2 separate regions of the Mus musculus genome follow, and region 2 is linked to region 1. The links are chromatin contacts, called in public HiChIP or PLAC-seq maps. All regions are on one chromosome and are shown on one strand. Each heading gives the region's core, a stretch centred on a gene start, on an enhancer-like site or on the middle of the called end of the contact. The rest is flanking DNA. Distances are from core to core; before and after follow the strand shown.

Region 1 (4,814 bases), core at 1,000-3,499:
GGCTGCAACATCCAAGTTAGCATACCACAGGCCCTGCGCTTGACAGCCAGTAACAGGAAAAAGGATCAAAGCGGCCATGTTGCCCAGCAGGTACAGAATCTTTCTGCCAAGCCTGAAGCCCTGAGCTCAGTTCCCCAAACCCACGTCATAGGAGAGAACTAACTGGACAAGTTGTCCTCCCATCTCCACAGCATGTACTGGTGCTCACATGAAAACATACAGGTAGACATCCACACACACATACATACATGTGCATACAATTGCACATACACCCATTTCTCTCTCTCTCTCTCTCTCTCACACACACACACACACACATACACACACACATACACACACACACACAGAGCAAACAAAAACAAGGGAGGCAGTGTTTGTACCTTCTGCTTACACACGTTAAGAAGTGGGAGTCTGGAGACAGTAAACGTTAGGGGCCACTATATTACTTTTTCACCGAATCCCCAGTGACTGGGGAGCCCATTCTTAGTCAGTTTTACTATGACAGCACAAAGATCTTTGAACTGGGCTATGTATGAACTCCTACACTGCCCTTTAAAGTCATAAAAACACATCTAAGGATGCAAATGTAAATAATACAATAAATTCATTCACGAAGCATCTCCACAGTTGGAGAAAAAACTGACAGCCCCGCACAGGATGTCTCTCCCAGTACTTAGTCAACAAGAATGGGATTTCTTCTGATAAAATTGGCTGTCTTATAAGCCTAAGGGAGAAAAGACTCCGATAGTAAGTTATCATTAACAGTTAAAAATTAAACCCATCAGTCAAAAACAAAACAAAACGACTCGCTTTCTCACGTGTAAGCAAGGGCCCAGCACTGGTGGGACAAAGCGAAGTCCAACCTCCCTGGGATTCACAGGCTTTTTTCCAATTCCGTTCAAACCCATAGGAGATGCAAGTTCTCGCTAAAAGAGCAAACGCTAGATCCGCTAAAGGGACAAACCTTGTTCTTCTCTAGGCCAGCCTTCACAACCTTGAGATCTCATACCCCAGACAATAAGCAGTCTTCTAGTCCCAGGCAGCTCTGCTCTGCGCTATTCTTCCTAAAGCCGATAGCATTCAAATCACCAGAGTTCAGAGTGAAGGGAAGGAGCAGGTACGAAGTGAGTGGCCTTGCATCTGCATACTTGGTAACGACGTAAAGTTGAGCTGAGCTGGGCTCCTTAGAAAAGAAAGCCTGGCTTTATATAAAGCTCAGGCCTCTGTGAGGTCACCCCTGCCTCTTTAAGTCACAGTGGGCTCCATCTGCTTTAATCTCCCCATCTGTTGCCTTTCCATACTTAACCCCCCTCCACCAAAGGAAATGTGAAATCCAAAATGAAAAACTACTGGAAACTGCAGAACCTAAACTGGCGACACAAACTGGCCCAAGACAGTAGGCGAGAGTTGAAAGAAGGATGGATGCTTGCCCTCCCGGACGGGTCGCGAAGGATGCCGACCTAAGCCCAGCAGCTTGGAATGTTTCCCAACTCCAGCATCCTCCTCCCTGCCCTCCTAGGAGCTGTGGTGGGGGAAAATGACAAGGAGAGTTGGGGGTAAGGGGTAGTGGCAGGCCCAGGGTGGTCTCGCCTGCGCCCTCCAGACAGCTCACCAGCTCCCTTGAGTCCGTAAAGGAACAATAGCGGACTGTGGGTCTCCAGAGCCACCGGGCGTCTCTCGCTCCCACCTCCCGTCTCCGGCTTTTCCAAGTTCAGTCAAGAGGTGGGTCGAGCCAGGGAGCAAGGACTGGGGCACCGGACCCGGGGCAGGGCACGAAAGTGGGACGGGCTGCCCCGGGGGCGCAGCCACAGCGTCCTCTCGGGTCCGGTCATTCATTCCCACCCGCGCTCCCTCCGCAGACACCCCGCGCCACTGTCCCGCACCAGACCGCCAGAGGAGGCGAACCCCCTTTCCAAACTAGGTCGCACCTCTCTCTCTTTCTGCCAGATCCCCACTATCCTCCCGTTCCTCCACCCCACCCCCCCTTCCAACTGTCTTCCGTGGTCAGTGAGCGGCCAAAGCTCTGTCCAGACCAAAACTCCCGCCCGCTCCTCTCGGCGCCCGGAGCTCTGCGCAGCCCCAGACACAAAGGCGGGGACCGAGTCCAGAGCCCGCACCCCAGCCTCGCCGCCGCCACTCACCCCATCCAAGCGGCGGCCTCAGCTCCTGGCCCCGCTGGCCGTCCCGCCCGCCGCTTCCCCAGGAAAGTGCGGCTGCCGGGCTCGCTTCCTGCTCGGCTTCCTGCGCTGGGTCCCTCCTCCTCCTCCTCCTCCTCCTCCTCCTCCTTCTCCTCCTCCTCCCGACGCGGGGTCAGTGGGCGCTCAGCTCCGGGGCTCCGCCGGCAGGGCGGGGGCAACGGCAGCACCACCACGTGGCCGCCGGGCGCCGGCCCCCGACCTGGATCCCGTGGGCTCCAGGAGGGAGTTGCTAGCCACTCCCACTCCGCGCGGCCCCAAATTCCGGGAGTCAGGTGACCTGGCCCCGGAGCTGCTCCCTGGACCTGCGGGAGGTGCTCTGCGACCGCCCACGCCCCGGCCCGCGGCGCGTCCCGGACGTCCACGCTTGCGTTTCTGCGGATCGTGGGAATCCTTCTGCGTGGGTCTGTCTCACACCTTAACTTGAAGTTAGTGAGATCCGCGGTATGCGGGTTCCACCGCTGGGGTAGGATAAGGGCTCGGAAAAAGTACTTGTTTCTGGTCAGTTTCCAAAGTTATCTGTAGTCTTAGGAAAAGCCGAGTCACCGACCCAAGCCCCCTCTGAACCAGACTGAGATCGGTTCCATTTCCAGTGTGAACGAAAAGAAAGTAAACCAGAATGTACTTACATTTTCTGGGCTAAACCAGTTGGTTGGAGCGACTGTTTCCTAACACTCCTCAGGTGTAAGACAAAACTTAGTTGTGTTCTGCTCAGGGCTTGGGAGACTATCTACAGCCTGGACTGGCCGGCTAGATAGGGGCAGGAGCGCCCTCAGCGGGGTGTCTTGAGTTTGGAAGTCCTGAGATCCGGTAAAGCTTCCCTCCCCCAGACCACCAGGACCGGACCTCTGAACCGAATCGACCCTTCCATTAATTCTGAGGGTTTGAAATCTCACTATTATTCCCCTAATTTAAGCAGGGATTTTAGTCCCACTAGCCAGCTAGATCGTAAAAAGTTTGACTCACCAAAGCTCCATGGGACTCCTGGTTGGTGTTGTGTCTTTCGCACAGAAAGGTTTCTAGAGTAAGCAGATCCTAGCTATTTTTGCTAGGATCGCCTGTAAGTCCACTGAAGTAAGGAGGAAAAACAACCAGTTCCAACAGAAGTGAGAGTCACCCTAACAGCAATCAGTGTACAGTATCTTGACTTTGTGTGTTACCATCGGATCGGGTGGTTTGTTTTTTTTTGTTTGTTTGTTTTTTTTTACCCCACCCCTTCACTCCTTTCCCTAAGAGAACACCTTGCCTTAGCTTTCACAAGCGAACTTGCCAACTAGAAAACAAAAGCTTCATCTTTAGCTCAATAGTCTTTACTTCCTAAGTACCATACATCAAAAAGAATCCCTGGGGGGGGGGGGCGGGGCAGGGGAGTGGGAGTGGGGAGCCAATTCAAAGCAAGATACACACTTTTACACATGTGATGTGGAACTAAAAACCACACTAAAAGAAACAATTGACAGCACCCTGTGTAGTGTGGGCCATTTCTTCTAACCGGGTTTTGATCTTGGGTTCTTTAATCAGTTACCAACAGAGTATTTAAGTACCTTCTACCGATCCTCCAGCTGGAGGAAAGGTAACCACCTGTGGATCTGCTTTTTGTTGAATCAGAGGCAGCTGGGAGGGTGGTACAGCCTGTCAAAGGCTCCTTTGGAAATGCCAGTGTGTGCATATTGTTTAGGAAACCGACGACAAACTGTAGTTAAACTATTCAACAAGTGTCTCTCTAACCAGCCTTTCATCACCCAAGTCTTCGCCTCTGCTTATCTTTCCTGGTCACCTGAAAAGACCCCTTTCTCACGCTGCCCTGTTCCCATAGGTGCCTTGTGTGCTACCCTCATTAGTTTATAACTCAGCCCCCATCAGCAAGTTTGATGTGTGTGAGGCACTGTGTGGAGGGGAGACTGTGCCAAAACCGTTTGCAGATTCAATCTTTTCAAACTCAAAATTAACACCCAGTGTACTCTAGAGTCTTCAACCTTCCTTAGACAACCCTCAAAATGCTTCCTCCTGCACAGAAATCGGTTTGGGGTTAAGTAACGTCTTCTCATTGTTTTGTTTTTGTTTTGCCCAGGAGTTTTAGAAATGCTAACCGAGCTCAGGTTTTGAACATGTCTGGGACTGTGAATTGGCTGCCAGAATGAAGTGAGTAACTGCTATCTAAAGACTGTTAAAATCTGATGGGATAAACAGGTTACATGGTAGGTATAACTTTTTTGTAACCCATTTTTATTACGGGTTTAACCTCTCCTCTAGCCCACCACCCAGTAGAGGTAGTGGAAGAGAAAGGTTATTAGGATATGGGGAGAGAGGACCTGCTTAGCAATAGTTTTGGGGGGCAAATTCAATCTTCTTTGGCAGCAGTTCAGTAGCAAACACCAAATATGACTTAGCAGCTGTAGACCAGTCCTCTAGGCAGGCAGACACCAGGCATAAACCAGCAGCTACAGTCTAGTTCTTTTAGTAAGAAGACACTAGACAGCTGTATCTCAGTCCTGAGGAACCTGCCGGGCTCACCAACCTGCCGCAGAAACCACAAGCTGTTGCAGGAACCTCACAAGCAGTTCTTGGGAAGTTCTACTCAATGGCGGCGTTATCACAAGTTGAGCTCAACAACACCAT
Region 2 (4,814 bases), core at 1,404-3,903, 240 kb after region 1:
AATATTTTCTATTAGCTATTCTGAATAGATCATTAAATGCTGCTGACTGTAGCTGGCCTTGTTGTTCCTGGTTTTTTTTGGTTTTTTTTTGTTTTTTGTTTTTGTTTTTTTTTTCTTCTTCTTCAACTTATCACACAGGGCATCTTTATTTACTTGAAGATTGCCTCAGTGAAGTGCCACAGAGAAAGAATCCTCTTGTCACATTCTGAAAGCGGGAAGTCGGAAATCAAGATGTCAGTGAATTTGTTCCGGCTGAGGGACCTGCGGGGATGGGTGATCATCTTGTGCCTCTGCTCAAATTCAGGCAGCTTGCTGGCAATCTTGGATGTCTCTTGGCTTGTAAAAGCATCGCCCTGATCCTCATCTTCATCTTCTCCAAGGATTTTATTGATGGCATCTATGGAAAGATTATTTCAAAATAAATTCATACTCACATGTGTAGGGGGCTTTTACACTACCTTTGTCTGTGGGATGCACACAATCAACTCAGGACACTCTGGGACTCTTGCTGATTAGGAAGAGTTCCTGGCGGCTGGGGAACTGGTAGTCTATGCTTACCTCCCTGTGCTGCTTAGGAAGGCAGAGAGTACAGACTAGAAGACTGGTAGGGTCTGTTCCCGATGACCACTCTCCCACTGTGTGACCCTTCTGATTTTTCTGTAAAACAGAAAAGAGAGGTTTGCTGAGAGAAGTCAGTGAGCTAAACTATAGTAGTGTTTGGCCAGCATGTGCTACCCGCAAATCATGCTATGACTGTTTATTCCTCTCAGGTTGTGGAGGGTATCATCAATGACTCGAGCCCTCACTCATCCTGGTGGAGACTCCTGGAAGCTTCTAGTGCCCCAGTGTCCTGGGCATTATGACTGAATGCTCTAAGATGGGACTGTCACACTGGTATTTTTAAGAACCTCTTGGTTTATTTAAGTGGGAAGCTAGGTTTGAGAATGGATGGTAGCGATGAAACAGTAGTTAGGAGTTAGAAGGGGCTGGAAGTCCGGAGAGGGTGGTTTACAATTAGGAGACGGCTCAAGCCTGAAAGGCAAGGCTAGGCGCAGCTTTTGGAACACCAGGGGATCAGCTGACCCAGTTGTCACAACTTCTTCTTGCTTTGACACATTTTTTCCCCAAGCCTTCTTAACGTTTGGAGCCTCCCACTGAGACACTGTCCTGGGCTATTCTGATGCACAGTTGTGTCTTCACCACCGATGTGTCCTTAGACAGGCTGTTGTCCTTCAGAACTGCCTCCTGGTCTGTGGAGGAGATCCCTTGGGGTGGAAGACAACTGAGACACAGCTGGTACACTGGTGGACTGGGTTATCTCTGCCTAGAAGGTGAGAATGACCTACTTTGATTAGTTATGACCCCTAGCCCCCTATTGTGACCTAGGGAGCTTTCTTTCATGGGAAGACTATCACTGAAGCCCAACACTTTCTTTGGATTCATGTGGGTTCTGGAGACAGTTGGTCAGGTGAGGAGTTTCAGGAGTGACCGAGGTAGTAATTGTCACTTTGGCCAGTTCAGGGGCACCGTATGGCTCTCAAGCTCTATTTGCTAGGAACAGGGCAGCGGTACAGTTCCTCCCTCCCTCTCTCTGGCTGCCCCACCTGAAACTATGATTTCTTCATACACCATGATTGTTTTCTAGAGCTGCTCTGAAGCCCCAAGAATCAGGCACTAACCCATTCATCCTCCATAAGAGCTCTGGATCACAGAAAGCCTCAAGGGGCAGGGGTGAGGCTGATAACCTTCTGACCAGAGGGTAGTAGTGATCTATAAATCAGAGCAATTTAAAGAGCAATACATGTATAATCACAAAGAGGTTAGGAGTATCCTTTTGTTCTTTGGTTTAATCGGTAAAAGCACAGGAACGGTAACAAATGATAGAGTTCTCTCAACCTTGAGCTATTTGGAATGGTATATTTGGTTTGGTGTTTCCCATGTCTCTCTCGTTTTGGGCAGCAACAATCCATGGGTAGAGAGCAGCCAGAGGAGTCTCTTAACAAGAAAGTAGGTTGTATTTCCATCTAGCAAGAACTTAGATGCAAGAAACATCTGGTTTCTAATGTTGGCTCGTAGAGACGCAAAGGAGAATATGGAGCTTAGCATGGGGGAACTATCTTGGTCAAAGTCAGCCTTTACCCTTGAACTCAGGTCAGTCTTTCCCAGTCACCATCTGTAGGCTGCTGCTGGTATCTGGAAGGGAGAATGAGTTGCTTGCAGTGACCCAAAGTGCAAAATTGTGATCTGCACCGTGCAAAAGCAAGACCTCCCTCCATGGCCTTGAATGGGATCCTGCTGTGATTGCAGGAACTGATACAGTCTGAGCCGCATTCCCTGGCAAGCTCAATGGTAGGTTTTTCCAAGAGTCGTTTTAGACCACAAAGGCACAGCCTTTCCACGTCTAATCACGAAGGCAAGCCACTGGACACACACACTCTGTTTCCAGCCGGCTGTGTACATTTTCTCCACTCTTACACAAAATAACATGCCAAGGTGAGACATTTATGAACCCCACCAACTGGACGCCGTGCACACAGACTGTCTTGCCTGCGGTGCAGGAATGTGATGAATGAGAGCTGCTCTGTCTGGGAGGAGAGCCGCTGTCACTCTGGCATGACTGCAGCCTTATTTATTACACACCAAAGAGTATAAAACCACACAGCCGGCTGCAGCTCTCATCTCCAAACCTGGCATTTGCCTGAGGCGACCACGGTACCTCCAGCCCCTGTCAAGCTTCCCTGCGAGACTCTTGTCGATTTGCCGATTTGCCGAGCCATGCTCGGGAGGCAGCGCATCTGGTGGCACCTGCTGCCTTTGCTTTTCCTCCCATTTTGCCTGTGTCAAGATGAATACATGGAGGTGAGCAGAAGAGCTAATAAAGCGGTGGCCAGGATAGTGCAGAGCCACCAGCAGACTGGCCGTAGCGGCTCCAGGAGGGAGAAAGTGAGAGAGCAGAGCCAAGCTAAAACTGGGACTGTGGATAATAACACTTCTACAGACCTAAAACCCCTGAGACCAGAGGCGCTTCCGCACCCTGAGGTAGAGGACCTAGCCCAGATCAACCCATTCTGGGGCCAGGTACTCAGAATTCTCTTCTAAGGATTTCTTTGAAAACTTAATGACTGAGGTTGCTGTTGTCTTAACTAAGATTCTTAGGATTGGTGCCTGTGAGCAGTTTGATGGGATGTTTGGGAGCGTCTCTGGGTTGTCTTGGGTTTCCACAGGGACTCCTAGTTGCTGGTATGATGTGCTGGGATAGAGAGGCCAGAGCACTTTTCCATGGCAACAGGGAGCCAGAAGCAACAGTTTCCTTTTGTGTTGGGACTTTTTTCTTTCTTTTTAAATTTGCTCTGTTGATGTAGAGAACTTGTGCTGACCTATGCGGATAGATGCATTGCTGGAGATAATGATTTGCTGCTTCTGAGGTCTCCCCAGCGGGAGAAGCTGCCCTTTGCCTCTGCCTGCTTTACTTGGACTTGGGAATTTTCTGTACCATTTCTCGCCAGTTTTGTTTATTTGTTTTGGAGCAGTCTAGGTTGCTATGGCTTCTTGTTTGACATTTTTTTTTTTGAGTCAAAACAGAATTAAAGCATTAAAAGGAAAGGAAGCAAAAAAAAAAAAAAGACAGTATATTTAAATTACAAGCTGTATTGTGTCATACAATGTTTCTGGATGACAAAACCTGATTTATTTGTTGGGGCAGAAGCTCAGCATCTCAGGATATTTCTTTAACTCTTTTAGGTAACACAGGGATGAGTAAAGGTTTTGGTGTAGTAAGTTACAAATCAGCAAACTTCAGTGTGATCAAAAGCAGCAAAAACAGGAAGAAACTTCTTTGTACTTAGCACCTAAGCATGAAAAAATGCTGAAGTTAGCTGGAAAGGGAAGAAGGGTTCCTTTAGATTGCATGATCTTTGAAGCAGTGCACAGTACCACAAAAACCACTTGTCTGTCTGCTTTGTAGAGATTTCGGAACTTCTTTTCAGTTGCAATCTAAGCCCCTACCCTGCCAGCCACTGATTTAGGAGTCTCAGTTGATCATCTGGTTCTGTGGTCAGACTAGAATCCCACAGAGCCTGAGACATGTAACTAAGGGGAGTACACAGTATAGTTTCCAAGTCCCTCCATGGGGCTCTGTCAAGGGGAGATGTAAAGAGAACACCTCTTTCAGAAACTGTCATCTTTCTCTGATGATGCTTGCTTCGGTGGGCTTTCCAGCTGGATGGATGGTATCTTTCCTGCCTGTCCATTAGTGTGCTACAGGTCGTCTTTCATTATTTCCTGGAAACCAACACCAACCAGGCTGCTGAAATCCCAATTATGGTTCTGCTCCACTCCACATTCTAGTCTTCCAGCCCTGAATTCATGAAGCATTTTCAGATAAAGACCTAAGAGCCAGCAGCGTCCTGGAAGGTTCTGCTACTATTCCACTACAAGTGGGTACCGGCGCCCAGACTGAATCTGGGACCATAGGAAGTTTTCTTTTCTCCCCCTAATTCCCCCATCCTCTTTTTTTATGCTAATTCTCCTTTTCCCCATCAAGTATTCCCCAAGCTTTTATGAGGAAAGCTACGAAAGTAGGATGGAGACCAAGACAGTGATGAACTCAAGCCACCCTCAGCTGCTCTATTAGAAACAAAATTTTGTCAGTATTTATTCATTCATTCAGTCACTAATTCATTCATTCTTTCATTCACTCATTCATCTTCTTCAATCTCTTCTTATTTTCATTTCATTGTTTGTTATGTTTTAAGGTTAGCATACAAAGCACTGCGTTTTATTATGACAGTCACTTTACTCACAGTCACCTAATC

Evidence for each region. HiChIP or PLAC-seq counts read pairs in DNA pulled down with a chosen protein or histone mark.
Region 2: a contact with region 1 is called in an H3K4me3 HiChIP or PLAC-seq map of embryonic stem cells, with 12 read pairs. The contact joins the promoter of C1qtnf3 here to the promoter of Rai14 in region 1. A contact is called at or near these places in 2 of 115 datasets of contacts at active chromatin or transcription factors (embryonic stem cells and stem cell-derived neural progenitor cells) and 1 of 9 other capture datasets (liver).

Annotation. Positions count from the first base shown.
Region 1 is chr15:10,712,382-10,717,195 of GRCm38.p6, forward strand. It overlaps Rai14 (retinoic acid induced 14), which reads right to left and starts at 2,250. Exons shown (of 18, transcript NM_001166408.1): 1 at 2,142-2,250. It overlaps 4930556M19Rik (RIKEN cDNA 4930556M19 gene), which reads left to right and starts at 2,455. Exons shown (of 7, transcript NR_045063.1): 1 at 2,455-2,599; 2 at 4,267-4,393.
Region 2 is chr15:10,949,679-10,954,492 of GRCm38.p6, forward strand. It overlaps C1qtnf3 (C1q and tumor necrosis factor related protein 3), which reads left to right and starts at 2,654. Exons shown (of 6, transcript NM_030888.4): 1 at 2,654-2,859. The coding sequence starts at 2,776. It overlaps Gm34315 (a long non-coding RNA gene), which reads right to left. Exons shown (of 3, transcript XR_383838.4): 2 at 559-657; 3 at 1-397.